3 separate regions of the Anser cygnoides genome follow, and regions 2 and 3 are each linked to region 1. The links are chromatin contacts, called in public Hi-C maps. All regions are on one chromosome and are shown on one strand. Each heading gives the region's core, a stretch centred on a gene start, on an enhancer-like site or on the middle of the called end of the contact. The rest is flanking DNA. Distances are from core to core; before and after follow the strand shown. Region 1 holds the start of VEGFA (vascular endothelial growth factor A). Region 2 overlaps LOC125184894 (a long non-coding RNA gene). Region 3 overlaps LOC106029742 (a long non-coding RNA gene).

The links. Hi-C and Micro-C count contacts between places; a contact is called where the count stands out from the background.
Region 2: a Hi-C map of liver shows a contact between it and region 1, with 2.3 times the contacts expected there. The contact joins the enhancer-like site here to the promoter of VEGFA in region 1. A contact is called at or near these places in 2 of 7 Hi-C or Micro-C datasets (both in liver).
Region 3: a contact with region 1 is called in a Hi-C map of liver, with 2.1 times the contacts expected there. The contact joins the enhancer-like site here to the promoter of VEGFA in region 1. A contact is called at or near these places in 3 of 7 Hi-C or Micro-C datasets (granulosa cells and liver).

What each region holds. Positions count from the first base shown.
Region 1 is chr3:34,257,975-34,263,046 of Taihu_goose_T2T_genome, forward strand. VEGFA (vascular endothelial growth factor A) reads right to left here and starts at 3,727. Exons shown (of 6, transcript XM_066993857.1): 1 at 3,592-3,727. The coding sequence starts at 3,657.
Region 2 is chr3:34,191,519-34,196,174 of Taihu_goose_T2T_genome, forward strand. It overlaps LOC125184894 (a long non-coding RNA gene), which reads left to right. Exons shown (of 2, transcript XR_007169513.2): 2 at 1-1,626. Among named protein-coding and RNA genes, the nearest start is that of VEGFA, 68 kb to the right of the region's middle. Within about 2 kb of position 1,388, at least 1 of the 3 cell types and tissues checked has open chromatin away from gene starts, as enhancers often do. A contact at or near this core is called in liver, where this site is marked.
Region 3 is chr3:34,150,828-34,155,336 of Taihu_goose_T2T_genome, forward strand. LOC106029742 (a long non-coding RNA gene) reads right to left here. Exons shown (of 5, transcript XR_010830209.1): 4 at 1,051-4,509. Among named protein-coding and RNA genes, the nearest start is that of VEGFA, 110 kb to the right of the region's middle. Within about 2 kb of position 2,969, at least 1 of the 3 cell types and tissues checked has open chromatin away from gene starts, as enhancers often do. A contact at or near this core is called in liver, where this site is marked.

The DNA of each region.
Region 1 (5,072 bases), core at 2,477-4,976:
GCCTTTCACCTGTGGCTAATGCCCTCCAAGCCCGTTCACTCAAACAACAGAGCAGGCAGGGGGTTCTGCCTCGCTTGAAACCAGGCTGCTACATATCATAAAGGGCAATGGGAAGCCAAAAGCCTTCCAAGGGACAAGCAGGCCCAGCGTGCCCTTCGGTGGGAGCCTGAAGGTCACGCTCTCCTCTGCTGTCTTTTGGAATTACCCAACAGCTCGGTAACACAATTTGTTTCCAATAGATTTTCAGCATTTCACAGAGGTGTGGAAGCAAGCCCTGGGCTCGAGAGCAGGGAAAATGCCCCCAGAGAATGGGGCTGACCAGGGGGAAGCTCCTTTTTGTGCCCTTTGCAGGTCGCAGTGAATGCACATCCTGAAGTGGGGTAAAACCCTCCCGAGCAAATAAACCTGCCTCACACTGTCTGTATCTGCACCTTCCCCACCCCCCTTCTCCTCCAAGTGCCAGTACGAAGCAAGTTACTCTCTGAAGGGAGAGAAAAGGTTAATCAAGTCATTCCTCTCCAGCCATCACCCCCCTCACCACCACCACCAGGACTCTTTCTCTCCCTTCCCCTCCCCCTAATCTGTGCAGCCTCATTAAAAGAGCTTTGTAACTGTTTAGGACTGGAACAAACAATCCATCCACTTTGAGAGGGGCTCTGGGACAGGAGTTAAGGCACTTTTCATCTTAGGCGCTAGAAATTCTTCTCAGCGGTTTCTACTTAAGCGGTGGGGGGACTCGCTGCACTCCTTCCCCATTGTACCTACAGACGGAGATCAGTAATCCCGCGAGCTGCCAGCACGGCGCAGGCACCTCTGACACGGAGCAGGACGGACTAGAGACCCGATTCGGGGTCGCTCAGGAATCGGAGAGCCCCTCCGAGACCCCAGCATGGGTTCCCCTCTCCCCTGCTCCTGAAGGAGCCCTCCTCCTCCCGGCGTGTCCCCGGACCGCGGGCCCGCAGCGGCTCTGGGGAAGGTGACCCGTGGTGTCCTGGCTGCCAGGGGGCTCGGGAGGCAGGCTCCGGGGGCTCCCAGCGGGGCCTGGCGCAGAGGCACGCCGAAGGCAGCGCGGCTGGTGGGTGTGTGATCATTAGCAGTCTGGTCACAGGCTCGCTCTCCCTCCCTCCGTGTCTGATCGCTGCCTGTTCCCTGTGGCAATACAGCTGGTATAGCCAGGTCCCTCCACGGTTCGGCGTGGGAAGGGATGAGCTCTCAGCCCCCCACCAGCATGCACCCGCCACCATGCCGCCGCCGAGACCCCTGGACAAAGGAAGATGGGGAAGGACCTGCCTTCCCCCATTCTCTAGGAAACCGGGGACTGGAAGGGGACAAAAACGCAACCTCCCGCACCCTGCGGGGCTACATACACGCCCGCTGGCCAACAGCTGGGAGGGTGGCACTGCAAAACCACCTCTCCCTCCCTCTCCCGCACGGAAGGGCTGGTGCCACGAGCAGAGGCAGACACCTGTGGCATCAGCGCCACCCAGCCCGGGCCGTGACACAATTCCCCGCTGTCCCGGCCTCGCTGCAGGAGCGACCGTACCAGCTCCCTCGGTCAGGAGCCATCCCCCTGCCGCCTTCTCCGGGGGAGCACCGTGATTCCTGCGTCCCTCCTCCCTCGCCTTCAGGAAAGCAGCCTGACACGCGCTGGACCCTGCCTTCCCAGCTCAGCCTCTGCCAGGGCTTTTCTTTAATTCTCTCCAACGCGCCTGGCTAGCTAGATAGGTTTTATTCAGCACGACAGCCTGATTAACACTACAGATAAATATTATCATCAAAGCACAAAACCCTAGTCCCAACGTGAAGAGTCATGCTTTCTGCCGTGCCCAGAGCCATCGTCAAGCTGCCTACGTGAGATCTGCTGGTATTTCCAACGTTCCCATCACCGTGGTGCCCAGGCGACCAACGGACAAATAAGGACAGAACTGAAGGACAGACCTCACCGTCTGTCTGTCTGAGCACTTATATGGCCCGCATCACCCGGCTGTCTGAACATCTCGCGATCTCTCGTGCAATTATCCCCGCAACGCTTCCCACCACCCCACATTTCCCACGCCACCCCGGAATTTTTCCCTACTCTTTCTTTTTTTTTCCCCCCCCACTGTTACCCTCTGTCTTTTCTCAGCAGCACCATCCTCCCGCCTGGGAGAAAAGGCAGCATGAGGCTTTCACGCGACTCCCGAGGACAGGCAGACCTGGACCCTACCTGATCCGCAGCTTCATCTCCGGGGAAGAGGAAGGGGAGGGGAGAAGGAGCAAGGGGAGGGTTGAAGGGTATTATCACTAGACACCGACCCGGAGTTGTCTAACCTACAGCCAGGGAACAGACGCTGCTCTGCAAGTTTACTGAGGAGCTGGGAGGCAAAGAAGCCCTGTTTTCGGTGACGGTGGAAAAACTCTTGGAGAGCGGAAAGAATCGTCCCACGAGCCAAATCTGGCAGGCTGGCTGCACGGAGCTGCTCCGTGACACGCTCTAATGAGAGCTCAGCCTCGGTTCCCATCGAGCACAGCCTAACGTGCGGCTGTCACTGGAGAAAGTAGAGATATAACAGGCTAGAAACAAAGCGTGCAGTGCCTGCATGACTTCGGTTACAGCTGAAATGGCTCCTAATTGGGGAGTTACCTTCCAGCATCGGTGCTGAACAAACAATGTGAATAACTGATTAGTTTGCAAGCGACGTTTATGTTCACGACAGTGGGAGATGATCTGGCCCGCATTCTCGCCAAGAGCTGAGGAGGAATGGCAGGGGAGAACTAGCTCCTTACAGCCCTTAAAACATAATCCACGCCTGCCTAGCATACAGCCACTTTCACGTGGGCACTCTGTCTAAACCCCTTAATATCTCTTGGCAACACAGCCCTCTTGACTCTTTTGAAAACAGATTTATAGGACAGGTTTGCACAGAAAGCTGCCTTTCTTTTTCTCTCTCCTTTTTTTTTTTTTTTAAAGGAGAGAAAGACAAGGAGGAAGAGTCGGTTTCTAATCGCTCAGGAATGACAATGAGGCAAAAGTAAAAGTGACCGAGGAAGGAGAGAAGGGAAAAACGAGGGGTTTTGTAATCTCGGTGCAGGAGATATGCATTTTGAAAAAAAAAAATCAATCTGGAAGAAATTCAGGATCCATTTTGTCCTCTTTGATCTCTATTTGTTTTTCCAGCTAGGTATTTTGAACTCCACAAGGCAGCGCGAACCCGAGCCGGGACCCAAGGCAAATACCGCCGAAACACCCTTTTGCAATGTCAGGAGAGCCGAGGCCGGCAGGAGAGAGGCTGATGCAAGAAGCCAGCGCGCTGCCTCCCCTCCTTTGCCTTCCCTTCCCTTCCCTGCCCCGCGCAGCGCCGCGCAGCGCCCCGGCCCCGCGGAGCCCCACGGCGGGGGCGTGCAATGCGCGCACATGTGCGCGGCCCCTCCGCGCCTCGCCCCCCTCGCACGGGCACAGCGAGCAGGTGGGAGCCGAGGGAAGGGGGAATAAATTTTTAAAAAAAAAAAAAAAAAAAGGAAAAAAAACCATTTTTTTTCTTAATTTTTCCCGCCCCCCCAACCCCTTCCCCTCCGCACGCGGGGGCACAAAAGCCCCGTCCCGCCGCTTACCTCCGCGCTCTGCAGATAGAGCAGCGCCGCCAGCCCCCAGTGGATCCAAGTGAGCAGAAAGTTCATGGTTGCCGCCGCACGCCGCGGAGGAACGGGGCCCGCCGCGCTCCGCCTCGCCTCCGCCGCCGCCCCGCCGCCGCCGCCGCCGCCGCCCCGCCGCGCTCTCGCCCGCGCCTCCTCCGTGCCCTCCTGGGGTGCCGCCGGCCGGGCGCTGCGAGGGGCTCCGGGGGAAGGGGGGCTCCTCTTCGGGGCGTCCGCGTTCACCCCTCCATAAGGCCGGCTCTCCGCCGGCGGCCCCCGCTGCTGCTCCCGGTGGGCGCTCCGCCGGGCCGAGCGCAGGCTCCGCGGCCGCCCCGCCGCCGCCGCCCGGCCCCCGCCGCCGGGCAATCCGAGCTCCACAGCGGCAACCGGGGCAGGCAGAGGCACCCGCGCCGCGCTCGCTCTCGGCTTCGCGCACTCACGCCAAAGTTTGCGGGGAAAAGTTTCAATGCATCTCTTTTCCTGCGCGCCCCCCACCTCTTCTTCGCGGCGGCTGCCTCCCCCCGCCGGGGGGATGGAAGGGGCTGAGCCCGCCGCCGCTCGGCCGTCCACCGCTTTTTAAAAAAAAAAAAAAAATCAGAAGAGGGCGAAAAAAAAGAAAAAGAAAAAAAAATCCAAACTGGCTGGAGAGGGAGGCAACCGGGGCGGAGAAGAGGGGAAAAGGGGGGGGGGGGGGGGGGGGGGGGGGGGGCTCTGCAGGAAAGGGAGAGAAAAAAAAAAAAATCCAAAGTATAGGTGGGGGGGAAAAAAAAAAAAATTCAATTAAACGGGAGGAGGATAAAGCAAGGCGGCGAGCCAAGCGCAGGTCCCGGTGCCCGGGGAGGGCTGAGGTGCTCCCGCGGCGCGCTGTCCCCCGCCGGCTCGGCGTGCGCTCCTCGCCCCCCGGCGCCGCGGCAGCGGCGGCTCCGCGCACTCCAGCGGCGGCTCCGCGCAGCGCCCGCTCCCCGCGCAGCGCCCGCCCCACCGCCCGCTCGCCGGCGCTCTGCAACTGCTCGGCGCGGCCGCGGGGAGAGACGCTCCGCCGAAGTCCCACCCTCTCTGGCGATTCCCCTCCCTCCTTCCCCTCCCCTCTCGTCCTTGCGGCTCTGGGCGAAAAGGCCACGGAGGTAAAAGGGGGTGCGCGGCGCGCCCCCCCCCCCCCCCAAAGCTCGCCCCACTCGGGATCGTGTCCCCCACCCCGTCCCCCACCCGCGGTTCCCACGATGCGCGCCCACCTTTTTCCCCCACCCGCCCCACCCCGGCAGCCCCACGGGCGCGCTTTCTGCCCCGCCGAGCGATGCGTGAGTTCGGGTCAAAATTCACCTCGCCCGCCCGTGGGAATCGCTCCAAAGTCCAGCAGAGCCATTTGGGGGGAGGGGGCAGCAGGGGACAAATTGCCATCCCGGCCGCCGCCCGGCCCCCCAAGCCCTTTGCTTTGCAGCTGCGGTGATTTCTTAGCACCT
Region 2 (4,656 bases), core at 138-2,637, 69 kb before region 1:
CGCTATCTGCAGGCTGAGGGGGTTTCTGTTCCCATCTCCCAGGAAAGATGGAGCAATAGGGCATGTGGAAGTAAAGGTGTTCTCCTACGACCGTAGGGGCTCAGTGAGCCTAGGAATGAGAGGTCTAAAACCCCTCTATAACAAAAAGCATGCTCTGCAACCTAGAGTGGCAAGGTCACACATTGCGGCATCTCTTATTCCTCCAGCACAGCTGGCTCACACAAAAGGCCTGCAATAGGCACGATGGGTTATCCTTACACCAGCTCCTCTCCCAGAGCCCAATCCTGCCACATTCCTGCCTAGGCTGCTGAATGCAGATGATGCAGCAGGTCTGTACGTCAGTATCACCACAGAAGGAGTCCCGTGCTTGGGATGACTTCTCCACCAGCATCATCTGGAACAGTGCACCTGTGCCTTGTACTGTGAAACAGAGACCTCGGTCTCATAAATTCTGTGGGCATCAACCGCTGCCACATCAAACATTGTCCCTGATGTTACTTGTGTGATCTGCATGATCTGCCAGAGCGCAGGGGACATGTGAGGCCATCCTTAAGTGTGAGCACACAGTTTCCCTAGAGTGACAGCTGAAATATTCACCATGACATATTAAAATAAACCAACCCTCCCTCCTTTGGAGCCAGCTTGTGAACATGTAGGGTGTGTGTAGTCAGATGAATGTCACTGCCAGATAACGACATCTCACACAATAATGCAGCGTGAAGAGCCTAAGTGAATGCCAGTTAGTGATCACTGTCACGTCAGTATATTGCAAAATAGCGACTGCTCTGCTCGCTGTTGCCACAGTGTGATTTTGCAGAACCTCAGCACTCACCCCTGAGCAGCTTCTGAGACTGTCCATGGGGAATGTTTCTCTGCTTTCCCTTTGTCCTTGACCATATCTTTATACCAGGTGATTATAAGTGTAATCATGCGCAGGGAAGAAAAAAACAAAAACAAAAACAAAAACAAAAAACTGAAGCCACACAATAAAACAAACATGGATTAGAAAGTGTTGTCTGGAGCATACAAAGAGAAAATATTTGGCTGAAACAAGAGTTTGTTAGAAATAATGGCACATAAATAGGCAATGATAATTCAAGAAGTGGGTCTATGATTCTCTAACCAAAATCACTGTTCCCATCATCTCATTTCTCAATTTAACCTCAGACTTTGCCAGTTCCCTAGCTTAATCAGAGTTCTCCCCTCCATGATGATCAAGAGGGAGCAATTAGGCATAAGGGGGTCTGGAAAAGAGGAACTCAGGCACAGACTGGCTACATGAAAATCCCTTCCCACTGCTTCTGCCTCTTTGCATTTAGACTGTCAGCTTTGCAAAGAAAAGCTATGCACTTTCCTGCAAGCTTGCACAGTGTTTGTACAAAGGTCCTGCACCCAACATTTAAATAGTTGTAGCTAAACAGAGTAAAGTGCCTTACTGTGGGTTTTTCTTTCCTGGGGTAAGGTGCACGCAGTGGGAATCTTTTGAGATCCTTAGCTCTTCCAGCATTTCCCCCTCTATATTCCAAGTTTTTTTGTGATTAAAATCCTAGTTCAGGCAGACTCAGATGAACAAAGAAGTGACCACGAAGAGTTAAGTCTGTTGACATAAACTGATTTATTTCTGGACTAGAGTCCTATTTCCCATCCTGCTTTGCAACCTCAGTTTTACTGGGCAAAATAAGTCTAAATAGTTGTTCGGTGCCAGACACAGCCACCATGGCTGAGGAACGGAGAAGATTTAGCCACTCCAAACCATGGAAGCAGCCATAGGAAAAGAGCTAGTTTCACAACACATGGGAGGCTGTCAGATGCTTCCTCTGACTGGGAAAGGCACAGACTTTCCAGAGTAGATTTAAATCCAAGAGAAATATTTATTTTAAAAGATAACAAAGGATTCACTGTTGACAATAAGATGGTAACAAGCAAGGCCATGCAAGACACACTTTTCACCTATAACCCACATATGTTCAGGGAGTGTCTCACCCCAACCCAACATCTGTCCAGGTATTTGAGCAATGACTTCAGCAGAGATCAGCAGTTGGTAAACATCTACATGAGCTGGGGCAGTACAGCCAGACCTAGGGGTGGCAAAGAGAGCGTAGGCTTAGGTTGTAGCTATACTGCAGCAGGAGGTCTGAGAGCAGCAGCCCACAGCCAGCTTTAGGCCAGACAATTTGGGCATGAAAAAGGTTGTGTCTTTATTGCTGCTGTCACTTGAGCCCCTGAAAAAAACAAGAACATCCAGACACAGTCTGCTAAACCCACTTGTGCTGGAGCCTTCCAGGTGTCATGAGCATCTAAAACCATGTGGGAACCCCTTTTGATATCCCATAACGGGCTTTCTAAAGAGAGTCCTTTAGAAAAGGATCCTAGTAGTAGTAGATGATGACTCTCTACTTTTTTATTTTGCACAGCTGAAGACACACATCCAAGGGTAGCATGTTGTCTGTCAGAAAGCTGAGCTATTTCTGAGATGCTATACATTCATATGGCTTCCAGAAACCCTCAGGACTATAAGTCTCCTTTGGTTCCTTGCATTATATAGAGTTGAGGTCTCTGAGGCACTAAATTACTGTTTAAAGAAATATTTTTACAAAAAAATAAAAAATAAAAAATAAAAAGGAGAAGCATCATTCACAAATATTGCACATATCACATTTTGCAGAATGTCCAATGGACAGTGCAAAAATTTGGTTCTTGAAAGTTGATTTTTTTGGCTTTCCCTCAGTGAGGAGAACAGCATGGTCCCACCTTGAGTTTTGACTCATCTGGCTTCTCTTTCCATCCTTTCCACAAGTCTCAAGAACTACTATTCCCAATCATAATTCCAAGAGTTATTTATTTACTTATTTGTGAGATGTAGAATGCAGGTTATTTTGCAAATGCTTTTTCCTGGTGTTATCGTTACCTTATTTTTATATTGTAAATCCAATAGTTCTCTTCTGGTCATAAAGTCTGTCAAGAATCCAGGATAACAGCAGCAATTCACACGCCTCACTGAGCACAACTAGATTTTTCAGGACAGCAACAATATATCTTTAGGATATCAGAATGCATCACCTATGGCTTTATTATAATTCCCTTCTGCCTGAGGCTGGGGTTCTAGGTCCAGTGGACGAAGGGATTAGAGCAATGGTATGCTCTCACCTTTCTAGTCATTAGTGCTAAGAGAATGCACACAAACCTTAGAAGCAACCAGTAAACAGCTGCCTGGATCGAGTGGCGTGAGTACTTTAATCATTGTATGGTCTGAGAAACCTCCTGGGCATGTGTGTGTTTCTGAGACAGAACGCGAAGGTAACCCAGCCCAACCAAGCCATTGGAAAGGTCTCCCACATCAGTACCTCAGGTGTTGAGGGAACAAAGAGAGGAAAGGAAGAGAGATGTGTCATGGCCTGGGCAGGGGCTGGAGAAACACCTTCTGGAGAAATCAGCAGACCGGTACTGGGAAGGTAGGTGTTTAGTTCCCATTGCAGAGGCCCTTCATGACACTGAGACACACATTTCCCCTGTGACACATCGGAAACAATTTCAGCTGCCCACGCCGCAACTCCCCCTCTGGAAAAGGAAGAATCTGATGCTCTCCGTTCCACTCATCTCCCGCATGGATCGGTCCCACCAGCGTTCGGCTGCTTGCCCAGGTGCTTTCGGCATGGGGACCAACTGTTGATGTCTCAAGAGGGGGACATCACAGAACGCTCCGGCAGCTGGTGTCTATTGAGAAAACAGGCTGTGTTGCAGAAGCCTCAACTCGATGAAAACTGAGCCTGCCATGTCCCATTTTCCTGGGACCAGCCTGAGGAAAGCAATGGGTATGGTGGGGAAGGGATGGGTGGGCTGGTGCTTCTGATGGCGGTGTGCAGGGGTCCTGTCACGGTTGTTACCCCAGCAGCGAGAGGTGTTATCTGATGCAGGTGGGACTCCCATCCCCCTTTTCACTTCTGATGGTGCAGACGAGCAGCCTGCCAACCTGACACTTCTTTCCCCTGGGGAATGCTGGGTGGTGCCTCAATGCCAGCCAGATCAAAAAAGTCTCCAGAAAGATTTGTTCTTTCTCAAACATTTTGCAGTGTAGCCCCTCTTTCTCAGAGGCTCATTGAAGAACGCCACTTCATCAACAGCAATGAGCAGCAGGGTCCCCAGGACACCCTACTTTTCTCCTGCAGGTTTGCCTAAACACCCACTCAGATGCCAAAGTGCACATTATTACAAAGATGCATTCAGCGGGGCATCTCCTCCTCCTCAGCACCCAGGCAGTCCTTCCCTCATTTACAGCAAACAAAGAGAAATATTTGCAAAGCCATGGGCATGCACAGGGGAGCGAGTGCTGCTGCTGCTCGGTGCACTGTGGAGTGGGGACACGAGGGGAGACCCCACAGAGAGCCTGGGAAGCCCAGAGGTGCTGTGAGAATGATCACTGGAGCAGATCCTCCGCTACAGCACATCTAGGTGGCCTCATTGACTTTGCCCTGCCCCAGCTGGGTTATGCCTCCTGTGCCATGTTTCCTGAAATAGGGATCCACATGTCTGGCTCGATGAGAGCAGGCTGTCCTAGCAGTGTTTAGAAGCTATGTAAGTGGAAAGCATTTTTACATGAGCTAATTTGACATGTAGCATTTCAGGAACTTACAATTTATTCCATTCACATTTCTAGCC
Region 3 (4,509 bases), core at 1,719-4,218, 110 kb before region 1:
CTCTGTTATATTCCTCCTCTGACTGAAACAACATACCATGGGCTGATAAAATGAGTGTTATGCTGAGAGATTTGTCCAAAATTTGGATACCTCTGTGGCAGAACTGAAATGTTACTTGTTAGATCCATATCCAGGGAGATGCAGACCTGGCATAGCTCCACCCAAGGCCAGATTCTCATCTGGAAAAAAATCCCTTGACTGCAGCAGAGCTAAAAAGATTTACAGCAGCTGGAGATGTATGCCTACACTGCATGTCATAATGTGTGTATGGATCGGATGCTTTGCTTGTCCTAGGCAAACGAAGGAGTCTCACTTGCTGACAGTTATTCACTGACCATTCCTCCTTTCTTTGAAGCAATATGTCTCACCTATCAGGTTCCCAAATTTACACCATTAGAGGAAGACTGAGAACCATTGGGCTTGAATGGTGACTGTATCCCGGCTGTGATACTGCTCTTAGAGACGCAGCCCAAATTGCCCACAGTGGGAACACCAGCCTCTCAGCTAAGCAGGCACCATCCCAATGCACAGTGAGGAGAAGACATGGAGTCCCTGTAGCACAACTTGCTTCCCAGTGTGCTCTGCAGAGGTGCCACCAAGGCTGCAAGGACAGGCAGCCCCTCAAAGCGCAGACGGGCTCTTGCAACCCTTGGTGCCACAGTTGCATCTGCAGATGGCCAGTGCCTGGATGGCTCAGATCCAGGCTCCCTCACAAATAAAGCACAGAGATACTGGAACTCCAGCTGTTGTGCCCAAATTCCGCTGTCTGCTGCAGGGAAAGACAGATTGCTCACAAAAGGGCAAGTGTGAGCGAATGGCCAAAGAGATCTGTTCTCCCCAATCCATCAAATATTTCCATGTGCTCCGTTCCAAAATATTGATGTGCCGAGCCTTGAGAGTTTTATATTTAGCAAGGAATATAAATCACAGATGCAGGGGGCAGCTTCTGTAATGTTTCCTGGCTTATCAGCTGTACTACTAATAGCTCAGAGGGGCTTGTAAATTGGACTGTGAATTCCACAGTGCAAGCAAGGGAAAAAAGCCATTTACCTTCGGAGTAGGCTGGGAAGCGCTTTCTGGTGACAGGTCCTCTGGGGCATGTCAGGATCCTCCTGGCAAGGCTCCCAGGGGGCTGTGAGGTGTCAGTGAAATAAATGGGACCCACTTATTCAAAAGGTGGTGACGCCAGCACATGGATTTCCCTGGATGTGCGCTGAGGATCTGTGTGCAGTGTCCCTGTGATTGCTGCATTCAAAAGAGAGCCATTGGGGAGACGGAGGGGGCTCCTGGGATTATTTGACCTTTGCTGGAGTCCCAGCAGGCATACAGGAGTGCTACCTCACCCCAGAGATGCACAGAGGCTTGCTGCATCCTTCTAAAGGCCATGGCTCATGTCCCGAGGCAAAAAGTGATAAAGAAGCCAGAGGGCTGGACTCATTCCTCTTTTTCTTTCCTCTTTGTTGCTTGTTTGTTTTCTCAGCTAAGGAGCCTCACACAGGTCCTATTCCTTGCATGGGTAAGTGGCTTGTAAATTCAGCATTTCGGATAAATAGCCTGAGATCTCAGGAACGCTCACGTGAACGACAACAGCCTTTCCCTGGCTGGGAAAGTCAGCAGCCTTCCCTGCACATTCACGAGTGATGCACTGGTGTGTTCTTGCAAGGAAGTTTTGAGGCCTTCTCCTTTGTAATTCAATGTTTTATGCCTCTGAATAACTCAGTGTTTGGTTTAATAATAATGCTTTGTACTCCCATAGCTCCATCCATCCAAGCACCAAGAATCGGTTTACCAACATCAAAGCATCTGTCCTCTTGCATTGAATTTTGGCATCAACTGATTTTCTTAAAATCCACGTTCTGACAGATTTCCCCTCTAGCAGCTTGTACTGGCCTTTAAAAATTCTTCTAAGCAGAATTTGAGAATGGTTTGCCTGCTTCCCTCTTGAGTTCACAGCAAAACTTGCCAAAAGGGAGAAAGTGTGCATCCAACACAATGACACTAACTCGCACAGCGTCCTGCCAAACGCAAGGAGCGAACAGCCCGAAGGAGATAACCAAATACTGGCTTATTCTATTCACAGGGCTCATTCACTAACAGCCAGATTATAATTTTAGCAATAGGAGGTACCCGGCTTTGGACAGATGGGATCTGTGAGCTGGCGTGTCCCTCCCAGAGCTGCATTGTGACCCCATGCAGAGAAGCGCTCGCATCACTGAAGCAAACACAACAGCACCAGGCCCGAGGAGCTGCCGGCTGGGCTGGCCTCACAGGAGCTGCATCCACAATGTTTTTGCATTCAGTTGTCTCAGGTTTAGTCAAAGACTCTTTAGGTCCTTTGAAAAAACAAAACTGCCTTTGCATCTTTTCTGAAGACTCTGGAGATTTTTGGACTGCTCCCTCTTGTCTAAGCTGTGCTTCACCCCATGGTCCTGCCAGGACCAGCAGCAGAGCTTTTCCAGGTATTGATGCATGGATGTTCTTTTGCAACTGCATGCAATAATACCCACCGGACCTCAGAAAACTTGCCTGTGGTCTCTTACAGTAAGGGTTTTGTCAAGCACATTTTCCTTTGTTCCTTTAATTGTCCCCAATAATTACTTTGTTTTAGGGCTGACTACCCGCACAGCTGCAGCATCCACAGTACAAATGTCTACAGGCATGGCTTCTTTGTCTGTAATGTACCCAAATCTCACATCATTGGCGGGCTGACAGAAGCACCATTCTATTGTGCAATGGGATTTTATTCCATTTACTTTCCGTGAACTCTGTTAACTTTGTGCAGGGCTCTGTTTGCGCTCCCGTGTCTATTTTAAAATGACACACCTTGTGGACTTCTGTCATTCAAAATTTTACGAATACTTCACCCTGATCTTTTTATGACATGTTGACTGTCGAAGCTAACAACAACACTTTGTCATGGTTTTCTCCTTCTCTGTTGCCTCTGGCAGAGCTTATTTAACTCTTTCTGTGTAATTAATCTCTCCTTTGCAGACTTTCCTTACCACAGATCTAGAAAGATATCTACTGCACACCTATGTTCTTATAAAATTTGCTGCCCTAATCCTTTGCTGAAGCTGTATTTTTGTCACCAATGTCTTTCCTGTGGCCACCAGATTTCCTGGATGTTATGCTCCCAGTCCCATTAGCTTCTTATCTGTATTATTGCTCCGAAAGGAACCTTAGGAGTTTGGACCCCACGGTGCTGAGAGCTGCATAAAAACAGCCTGGAACAACAACGGTGCTTGATCCCAGAGATCTAACAAATCTTTTTTTGGCTCATGTTATGTTTTAATGCCTTCACATTGCTTACAGAAATAATTTACGGAGACCAGACCAAAAGCTTCCACTAGAGGCATTTCTCTGGGTATCTCCTGTCTCTGTGCTTACTCGACAGCACAATTTCATGCTCCTGAGTGTCTCAGGGCTGTGAGAAGAACAACCTGTCATTCACAGACTCACAAAAGGAAGCAACTGCTCCTCCTACCCCTACATTAAAAGATTTTCTGTGTTTGCAAGTGCTTTTCCAGGACGATCTCACCATGGATAAGGTTATCTGCTGTCTGTTGAAACTTTTTTGCTAGGAAACTCTGTTCCTTGGTGTAGTCCTGCCCCCCAAAAAACAGAGTTCAGGTACCCAGAAATGTAAGTCTGGTAAGAAACTGTAGGATTTTCAAAATATGTTTGAAAATGAAGATTTTTTTTTCATGCTGATGCTGAAATCTAGGTGTTTCAAAGTATTAAACTTTCTTCTGGACCTTCAAGGGTTAGAGACACGCATTTTAAAATGTGAGTTGAGGTAATCTCATGATTTAGCAAAACCGTTGCCTGATAACACACCCATTGCCTTTTGATGATATGAAAGGAGCTGCTGGAGAGACGGAAGAGGGTGCTGTCAGCCTCGGGTAAGATGCCTTTAACAAAGCTGATAAGAGCCCAGACACCCTGTAGAAAAAAATCTCTCTTGAAGGTTGGGGGAAAGGAAGCTGATCAAGTTTGTTCAGCCTCAAAGAAGTTAGCAAGGCAGAAAGATTTCTTGCAATACCTGCCCGCAGTGACTTAGCTCTAGCTCCATGGTCGTGTTGCCTCCTTGAAAGACCTGCATCTCATTCAAAATACTCTGATGCAAAGGAAATGGTGGTCACCAGACAGGCAATGGATGTGAACATGGCCACTAGTGGTCCTGGCTGGTGTTCATACGCCAGAGCTGACTTCACATCTTCACGGAGGACCTTTGCTAGGGTGCACAGAAGACCCCCAAGCAATGCACAACAAAAAATCCTTGGAGAGGGGAGGAGGAGGAGAGCAGAGGAGAGGACGCATCCTTCCCTCCACACCTGCACCAAGAACTGAAGAGAACCGCCTGGCACCCTGTCCCTCCTTTGGCTGCTTAAACCCCCAGGTGAGGCACAAAGGGCAGGATGAGTCCTGCTCCGAATTCTGCACGGTGCAGAGTCCAGCCCCAGGGATGAAGGTCTCGCTTGGCATCGGATGCCCAAAGGCACTGCATGG